Regions from separate parts of the Mus musculus genome. Here region 2 is linked to region 1. A link is a contact called in public Hi-C data. All regions are on one chromosome and are shown on one strand. Each heading gives the region's core, a stretch centred on a gene start, on an enhancer-like site or on the middle of the called end of the contact. The rest is flanking DNA. Distances are from core to core; before and after follow the strand shown.

Region 1 (4,921 bases), core at 895-3,394:
TATTACCTCCGAGGTTGTTATAAGTAAAAACAAATGAACAGCAATAAGTCTCCTTGGTTGTTAAGTCATTTACTGAGCAGATAAGAATAATGAGAAGTTACCACACTTGTTTATACAACTTCACACGTGGAGGACCTTACGAAGTGAACTGTAGCTGGTATGTTTGTTTAAACGGGTTAACCATCACCCTGAATACCCTTGTCCTGGGTATACAATGAATTGCCCTGGCCATGATCTTCTGTGATAGCCTAAACTGGGACCTATATTGCCATCTGGGCTGTGGTTGAATAAATCAGGCAGTGGGGACAGGGCACAGTGAAGTGTAGATGCTGGCCGTGGCCCAGAGCAGAGTCAGGTGTGTGACCCCGGGAGATAATAGATGATGTGTTTCGATTTGTCACCAGGGAAGGAGTCACAGTGGTCTCCAAGGGCTGCATATGTGTTAGGCACAGACTCTGTGGTGGAGAGGGACTAAAAGAAGCCAACGAAGCTGCTGTGTATCTCCTGTCCTCTCATGACTGAGATTTTCTTCTGTTTCCTACTTCAGAAAGTGGGGGCAGTCATGAGAGAGTAGAGAAAAGTATGTCCCCGAGACCCTACTTTGAGTATCAGGGACACATATTGCTATATTTTAGAAATGCTCTTCTTACAATGTGAGCCTACATGATCTGTCAACAAACTAAAAACAGACATGAAAGGAAAGAGGAATTAAATTAAGGAATTGCTAGCTTCACTCTGTGGAGGCTATCCTTCCTGGTGAGTTGGAACAAATCCTTCTTAATTTCTGTAAAAAAATATATACTTAAAAGGGCATTTGTATTAGACATACTGTATATAACACATTTTTAAAAAAATATTTATTTTGATTTTATGTACATCGTTGTTTTGACTGTATGACACGTCTATGTGATGGTGTCAGATTGCCTGAACTGGGAGTTACAGACAGCTATGAACTGTTATGGTGGTGCTGGGAATTGAACCTATGTCCTCTGGGTCCTCTGGAAGAGCAGCCAGTGCTCTCAACTGCTGAACCATCTCTCCAGCCTCCTGTAATCTACTTTTTAAAAGTAAAAAAAAAAAAAGTGCCACAAATAGTCTTCATGACAAGAAGCAGATGTGTGTTGCATGGTTGTATTAAGGTATTCCATTTCATAAAGCCAACATAATTTATTTAGCTAATCTCCCACTGAAAGCCACTTGGACCCACTCCAGGTTTTCACTTCTGCATGCACACAATGAGCCACCAGCAAATGACTTTTAAAGCAAATATTCAAACACTTGTAATGAGATATTTTGGCACAAAATGTAGGAAAAGTGGACATGAAAGGAGTCCAAGGGAGAGGAATATTTCACAAACCGAGATCGTTCTTGATATAGAGGACAGAGTAACTAGGGAGGGGTGACAGAGGGATGGTGTAGAGAGGGGAAAGTACAAGGGTATGCAATGACATCCATGGACACAGAGATACACAGAGGGGCAACAGTCTGAGAGACAGGTCAATGACAGCATGGGGGGAGAAGAGAGATGGAAGGGGGGAAGGAGAGAGAGAGGGAGAGAGAGAGAGCAATACAATTAAACTGCCATCTAGGCTGCTTAAAGTCACACACACACACACACACACACACACACATGCTTATCAGCTTTGTGATAACTGTCAAAGTAGACAGTAGGATTTATACGATATACTTGATAGCATGTTATGAATAATTTTTCTGTGAGACATGTTTTAAATCCCAAGAGGGTTTTTTTTATTTTCTTTGTTTGTTTGTTGTTTATTTGTTGGTGAATGGGTTAAAATAGGAATATCTTTAAACTCTCAGACAAAGGAAACTAACCTGAAGAAATCCAATGCTCTGGCTGCTTTTGTGTGTCAACCTGGAGTCATCAGTGAGAGGGAGCCTCAGTGGAGAAAATGCCTCCATGACATCCAGCCATAAGGCATTTTCTCAATTAGTGATCAATGGAAAAGGGCCCAGCCTATTGTGGGTGCTGCCATCCCTGGACTGGTGGTCTTGGGTTCTATAAGAAAGCAGGCTGAGCAAACCATGAAGAGCAAGCCAGTAAGCAGCTCCCTCCATGGCCTCTGCATCAGGATCCTGCCCTGTTTGAGCCTGTCCTAACTTCCTTCAATAATGAACAGTAATATGGAAGTGTACGCCAAATGCACCTTTTCCTCCCCATGTCTTTGAGTGATAGTGTTTCATTGTAGCAGTAGAAACCTTAACTAAGATACCTCGTTCTCTATCACCTAGCACATACATCTGTGCATTCCAAGTGCTGAATACGGTCTCTTAAAACATTTAGAAAATCCTTTACTATAATTCTGGCCTTTGATGTCCTTAAGTGTGTATTCTATGGGCAGGGTTGGGGTTTAAGACACTGTATCATAGCTTCAGAGAAAATGAAAGGGAAGGCACTAGCTTCCCCTTTCTGCTGCTCTTCAGCCCACTTCCTCTTTCAGAAAAGTCACGGAAAGGTGTGAGTGTCTGCTTTCTCTGGACCATTAATCTTCTCTACATTTTGGAGTAGGGTGGAGTGTATTTTTGTGGAGACTTAGTGGGTGGCTTCATTTCTCGTGAAGAGTTCCTATCTACACTAGTGAGGAACAATGAAAACTATTTGTACAATGAACATCATATGCATATTATAATAAATTTGAGTTTCTGAAACACCAGCACATATACAGAGAATAATCTTGACTTATCTGATATGAATAAGATGATGATGATGGTGATGGTGATGGTGATGATGATGTGTGTGTGTGTGTGTGTGTTGTGTGTGATGTGTATGGCTGAGCATGACTGTGCAAGCCTGTAATCCCAGCACTCAGAGGCCAAGGCAGATAGATCTCTTTGAGTTCAAGGCCAGCCAGGTAGTGAAACCCAATTTAAAACCAAACCAAATCAAACCAACAACAAGAAAAGCCAAGTTACTGATGTGAAAATATTTGATTAATGCAAAGACTTAGGAAGTTCAAGGTTTGTGTTTTGCTTTGTGACAGAATTTTGCTATGTAGCCTAGGCTGGTCTAGAACTTGTGGCCTTCTTTGTTTCTATCTCTAGAATATGGGGATTATAGGTGCAGGCAACCATGCCCTCAAAATTCAGGCCTGAATTACTAGAACTTTTTTTATACTCCGGTATCTGTAGGGCCATTCCAAAGGCAGAAGTAGCTAAGACTTTTCCCCATACCTAGAAGACGAGGTAGAGGGTATGATTTGTGGCTTCCCCTTAGTTCTGTTCCAACATTCTCTTTCATATAGATAGAAACCTTGGGAAGTTGCCTTTCCCCTGTCAAACCTACAAAAGTGGCCAAGTTCCTCTTCTTTGAGCTAAAATAAACAAAAAAACTACTAAAAATAAAAAACTACTCAGGACTATTTCCTATTAATCACATCCAGTGTGGAGCCCTGTTCCATGTCACTTAGACCCAGAGCAAAGGAGGGAGAGGGTGGGGCCTGCTCTAAACTTTCCTAAGGGCACTTTAATTACATCACAAACTCAACAAGCCCAGCCCAGCAAGTTTGAGATGACTCAGCAAGGAGAGTCACTTAGAGCCATCCACCCCAACAGTATATAAGCATGCCCAACCATCACATGTCCTAGAAGTACATGGAATTCCTAAAGGAACACTGGAGTCAGTCCCTGAGCTGAGCTGACTGAGGGAATCCTACAATGCTGTGGGTCCTCCTCAGGGCTCCAGTCTTTGGATGCTATTGTTACCGTGTATCTAACTCTGTTTGCCAACTATCTCGGCAGAGGGTGTTGAGCCATATCCTTCCAAAGGTTCTGATCTGAGTCCTCCATTTGGAGAGGGTTTTTGATGCTATTCATATTCACATCTCTTCTTTGTTATATTAGGAATCTCTGTCTCTCTCTCTCTCTCTCTCTCTCTTCCTCTCTCTCTCTCTCTCTCTCACACACACACAGAGATTTAACATAAAAAGAAAAAAACCTTCTGACCAGCACATCACCAAGTATGACCTATTTCTTCCCTTTTTTTTTTCCTTTTTTATTCTTGTATCTACGTGTGATTTAGAACTCTACTCTACAAGCTTCTGTTCTGAAAGCATGGGCGCCTGTATAATTTGTTTGTCTTGTCATTCTGAGAGCTATTATGGGCACAGCCCAGACATCCTGTTTGTTTAATATGAGCAATGGCAACTTATTTACCGTAACAAATGTACTTTTTTATTCTTCTGAGAAAAAAGTCAAAGGAAATCCAAAGGACACATTTAAGCATTTCAGTATCTAATGCAGAGGATGCTGGAAAATCTCTGACACTACCTAAGGGGTTTCCTCAGTCTCACTCTCTGCTGTGTACCTACAGTTTTTGTATGGCTATAGATACATCACTGTAGCAGAGAGCAGAAGGCTATGTTTTGGGCTCCGATTGATCCATTTCTTCACTTTGAAATGCTTAAAATTGTCCAGTTCTAGTGAAAAGAAGAATATATAAGTATATATATATGTGTGTGTGTATGTGTGTGTATGTGTATATGTGTGTGTTTATGTATATATATGTGTGTGTATATATATGTATATATATGTGTATATATGTATACACACACACACACACACACACACACATATATATTTGTGGCAAATTGCACATTAATTCTCCATTTGTGTTCCAGAGATTTTTATACAGTCAATTTTAAAATATGTGCATTTTAAATACATCCCTAGCTGTTCTGATATGTTACATTTTTTGTCGATTTTTGTAGTATGCTTTAGAACTGGCATGATATTAGCCACATGTTTGCGGGTTCTGCTTTGGGTATGAAAAGCAGGCTGCTTGGCTCAAAATAGATGCTTTAGTTTTGCTTCCCAGCATTTTTTGTTTTTTTGTTTTTTTTTGTTTTTTGTTTTTTTTGTTTTTTGTTTTTTTCCTTTTCCATTTTTTATTAGGTATTTAGCT
Region 2 (4,921 bases), core at 1,318-3,817, 300 kb after region 1:
GCGCCCTGTGGTTTCGGCAGTGGACAAGGCTTTGGGGCAGTAGGTGACCATCCAGAGTGAGTTGAGCTGAAAAATGAAGAAGTAAAGAGTGTAACATAAAAACACAAGGTTTGGTCAGAACGAGGAGAATGTGCACTGAAGAAAAGGAGGCAACACTGGGAGAGGCTCTCAGAGAGTGGGTAGCAAGGCAAGACAGGAGAGGCGGCACCCAGCCCTGAAAATGCTGGAGCAATAAAGGGATGGGCCCTGCTTTAAAAGAAGTATCTAGCTGAGCTCATGTGGTCATCTGTGCCTCTAGACCCAGCTCCTGGGAAGTCTGAGGTAAAAGGATGACCTAAACCCAAATTCAAGTTCAGCCTGAGCAACACAGCCAGACACCAGCTCCAGGGTGAGAGAAATATCTATGTTTGTGTTTTAGTCTGCTTGCTAAAGCTGTCTGATTAAAGTCACACATGACAGTGAGATAGTTAGATTCCCCAAAAATGCCACAGGCAAAGTCCAGGTCACCTCTGATATCAGTCAAACTATTTCCTAGGGCACTCACATGCTCTCTTACCCTCTCTGCCCCTTTTGTCACATGCGGCCCCTTTTCTTCATCTCTTGCCCACATTTTTAGACAGGGTCTCTCTGTGTAGCTTGGAATGTCGCCATGCTGGTCTCAAACTTTCAGACATCCAGGGCTGTCTCAAAACAAAGAAATGATGATGAAAAAAAGGAGAAACCGGGAGCCGAAGGTACAGATCTGTAATCCCAGCACTCGTGTGGCAAGGTCTGGTGGATCTGTGTAGACATGGCTATCCGGGGACTCTACGTAGACCAGGCTGGCCTCAGACTCACAGGATCCACTTGCCTCTGCCTCCTGAGTGCTGAGATTAAAGGCATGAGCCACTTGGCAGGTTTTTTCTTCTCTCATTGTTTTCCTGGTTTTCTCCTCCAGGAGCTGTCTCCTTCTGGACAACCAGAGAAGAAAGCCACTGGCAGCTCCAGATTCCCAGCTTAGCAGCCCTGGCAGAGCAAAGATTTCCTTACCAGCATCTTCAAGCCAAAATCCAGGAAGATGAGTGACTTCCAGGAGACATTAGACAGGCCCAAGGTCTCCATGGGGGAGGGCTATCTGTTAGCCCAAGCCTCACCTGTGAATAGCTTTTATCCAGATCTGGGCCTGTTGTAGAAGAAAGGCAGATGACCAAGAAGTCCTTTATGTCTCTGCATCCTTCCCAGCTCACTACACGTATGTTATGCAATAAAGCAACCAATGATAGGGGCAGATCTGTGCCATCACTTTGAAATCTGTGCTACTGATACTTTGTAAACAAGTACCTTTTCCTAGTGCCTCTTAGCCACACACTAACTGAGCTTCTCTGTATGTGATTCCTAGCACATTTTTTGGGACATCATTATCTCCATCATCACCATCATCACCATCATCATCATCACCATCATCATCAGCGCACTGGGTTGACTGAATCACTGCCAATTTTCTGATTTCTTAAGGACCATGTCATGCAATGTTCATTCCACTTTTAAAATAGAATTGGAGGATGTAGCAAATGTCCCAGCCAGGTCAAAACTTACTTCTTGTTACTATGTCTCACACAGCCTTTGGGGAGCAATCTGACAGTGAACATCAAAGGACTCAGAGCTGGTCCTTACACTGGAAACATCTAGTAACACGTGGATGTGTAAGTAAATCCTAGAGTAACATCTCAAGGGACTACTATGCAGTTATTAAAAGTACATATCATTAACAACAAAAAAAACAGAGTAAATAACATTTAAAACTAGACTATTAAATTTAAATATGTTATAAAGTACACAAGATTCATATAATAAAATGTTATATTGCAAAATAAATAAAAACGGGTGTTAGATTGCTGTGCTTAGAAATAAATAATAGACTTACTTATCTCAAAAGGTTGTGGAGATAGACAAGTCACAAAAACCACGTGATCCATTGCTGGATGGAGGGTGCACTTTGGCCATGATATTGACTGCCATATTATAATATATTGAGCATCCACCATTGTAACGAGACGCTTGATAAACTTTGTTTGTTTGATCCCCATGACAACAGTACAAGTTTTATTAGACTCAGTGCTTTACAAATAAGGGAATCCAGGGTCAAAAGATTTGTACGAATTTGATCATAGTTAATACACAGTTAAGCTGGGTTTGGCTCATTTCTTTTTTTAAAGCACGCATACCTAAGCCCATGCTGGAGGGATTCCAGTCCTTAGTATGTTAGGAAAGTACTGCTGGTTCTGAGTAGAAGGCAAAGGAGGACACAGTGGCGTGCAGGGAGGGGTCAACGCGGTTCTGTTCCGTCTCCATCTCTAAGCATGCAGAGGAACATCTAAATAGGAGGGGCCGCCATGTCCTACTTCCGAGTGTTCCGAAAAGAACAGAGAATGCTCGATACTTCACAGAAACTAAGATTTCTCAGAATAGAAGAATGACACCCGTCTCATATGGAAAAGTGATACACATATTACAGGGACTGAGTAGAAAGACCCACAGTGTCACTGTAAAGCCTCTGAAGGGAACAGAGAATACAGGAAGTGCTTCAACCTCTTCAGAGGAAGAACTGAGGCAAAACAGAGACTGGGGAGAACAATAAGATCAGAGAGGTTTGTCAGCTCAGGATCCCGACACAACAACCAGCTAGGGTATCTGTTAGGACAAACAGCCCCTGAGGAAAGAGGAAAGAAGGAAAGGGTGTATAAAGGAAAAGCCCGACTGGCCATGTGTCCTCTGAAGACACAGGAAGAGGAGCCTTAAAACCCAAGTAAGACAGGTTCCCCAGACGGAGGACAGAACAGATCCTGAAAGCAATGTCCTTAAAGTACAGGCAAGTTAGTGACTCTATGTACTGTCTCCAGCCCAGTGATTAGGAGCAACAACCCCGTAAAATACTTCTGCCACTGCTTCCTAACAGGAAAATCAAGAGAGACTAAATATTCGATGTGCCTAAGAAAACAAATGCAAATCTCTCACACGATTAATTTACTTCTCTACATAACTCACCCAGCTGAATCTGCCCGGATCAGAGTGTCACAGTCAGGATCGCCTGCCTCCGAGGTTGGGTGTCACTCCTAGCAAACCACCACAGTCTGTTAACAAACAGACTCGTAAAGGCCTGATTATAGCTTCGTCAATTAAGAAAACACATTTCATATACAATAAAAAGATAAACTGTTTATGGGAGTCGAAACTAATTGCATGGAGTCACCCCAAACTTCTTGCCTTCACGTGTAATAATAACAACTGGAAATTAAACCAGGTCACGTGAGGCAAGAACCTTATTTCGGATTAAAATTTAAAACTTACTCTACGACTTCACTTTTAGCACTTTTTTCTTGGCACATAAAAAAGGCATTCAAGGAAGAAGCAAGGGAGCACAGCTTAGAAGAGTAATCATTTTTCTCTAAACCTATTATTAATACTGCCCATGGTCAGCTTCTCCCATTCATTTGTCTGGTTTGGTTCTGATCCATTAGCAAGTCAAGTGGTTATTAACTACAAGTATCAACCAAGTTATTAGCTGGTGTCACTTATGTGAGAAACTTGGGAAAGGAAAATGCCAGCCTGGGACCCTCACCCTTCAGGGGTTTTTCTCTGGTCCATTAAGTAACTGTCCATATATTCACTCATTCCATTCTGGATAATGCTATCATACTTGGATTATTAAGGTCTTCCACAATTACCTTTAGGTCATTTAAAAGAAACTTCACACAGAGATACAACACAGAGAGAGAGAGAGAGAGAGAGAGAGAGAGAGAGAGAGAGAGAGCGCCTTTGATTAAACCATTTATAGTGGTAAAATTTAATACACAAAATGCTTTTCATCAATTCAGATGATTGCGCCATCAAAGTCACCTGAGTGTGAATGGGGAGAGCATCTCTTGGATAAAGCCGCACCTGTTTGCTTACGATACTGAACATCTTACTTCTTTGGTGATACAGAGTGAACAAAACAGCAGAACAAATGGTTCAGTTGACCAGAATCCTGGTTGGCAGAAGACTTGTATAAGTGCTGGATTGCTGTAAATTTGGAAGGGTGTATCCCTGAATGTGAACAGCGGTTGTCACAGGTCATGAGTGGATTCAGAAGGCAGCCCATCCTAGCGGCAGGAGTTGATGCCCTACCAACCCTCACTGCCCTGCATGCTCCTTCTCCACTCTAGAGGTTATGAAGCCCACTCGGAGTAGTGCCTGATACGCAGAAAGCAACTTATAAAGTGTTGCTGTTGCTGTGGGCTCTTCTTATCTCTATTTTGTATTTTTTTCCATAGTGAAAACTTTACCAGTATAATAAAGGGTTTGAGGTCATATAAAAATTTCTAAAATTGGCTGGACATGGTGGCGCACGCCTTTAATCCCAGCACTCAGGAGGCAGAGGCAGGAGGATTTCTGAGTTCGAGGCAGGAGGATTTCTGAGTTCGAGGTCAGCCTGGTCTACAAAATGAGTTCCAGGACAGCCAGGGCTATACAGAGAAACCCTGTCTTGAAAAACAAAAAAAAAAAAAACAAAACAAAACAAAACAAAACAAAAAAAATCACACAAACCAGCTTTGATCATTTTAAATGTTAATCATTTCCTGTGTTCTCTCTGGTGAAACATGGACTGTTTGTTTGTTTGTTTGTTTGGTGGTTGAAAACCCAGCTGATCCCTGTTCCCAGAGCTTGTAGTTTGTAAGAATTTGTAACGGACTCCTGTCCTTGAAACCCTGCCTGAGACCCCAATCATCTTTGTCATGGAAGGAGGAGAAGGAAGAGGAGGAAGAAGAACAAGAGGAAGAGGAGGAGGAGGAGAACAACAGCAGCAGCAGCAGCAACAACAACAGCAACAACAGTCTATATAAGTGGCCAAGACATACTTCTACATTGAAATCTTCCAAATCCCTGCTTCTCCAGTCTCCTC

The links. Hi-C and Micro-C count contacts between places; a contact is called where the count stands out from the background.
Region 2: a contact with region 1 is called in a Hi-C map of Th1 cells, with 1.9 times the contacts expected there. The contact joins two enhancer-like sites. A contact is called at or near these places in 2 of 39 promoter capture datasets (the C10 cell line and stem cell-derived epiblast-like cells), 3 of 484 Hi-C or Micro-C datasets (Th1 cells, bone marrow-derived macrophages and uterus) and 1 of 9 other capture datasets (adipose tissue).

The regions. Positions count from the first base shown.
Region 1 is chr12:73,879,159-73,884,079 of GRCm38.p6, reverse strand. No RefSeq gene overlaps it. Among named protein-coding and RNA genes, the nearest start is that of Hif1a, 26 kb to the left of the region's middle. Within about 2 kb of position 2,144, at least 136 of the 459 cell types and tissues checked have an H3K27ac peak or open chromatin away from gene starts, as enhancers often do. A contact at or near this core is called in Th1 cells, where this site is marked.
Region 2 is chr12:73,576,002-73,580,922 of GRCm38.p6, reverse strand. No RefSeq gene overlaps it. Among named protein-coding and RNA genes, the nearest start is that of Prkch, 6.3 kb to the left of the region's middle. Within about 2 kb of position 2,567, at least 21 of the 459 cell types and tissues checked have an H3K27ac peak or open chromatin away from gene starts, as enhancers often do. A contact at or near this core is called in Th1 cells, where this site is marked.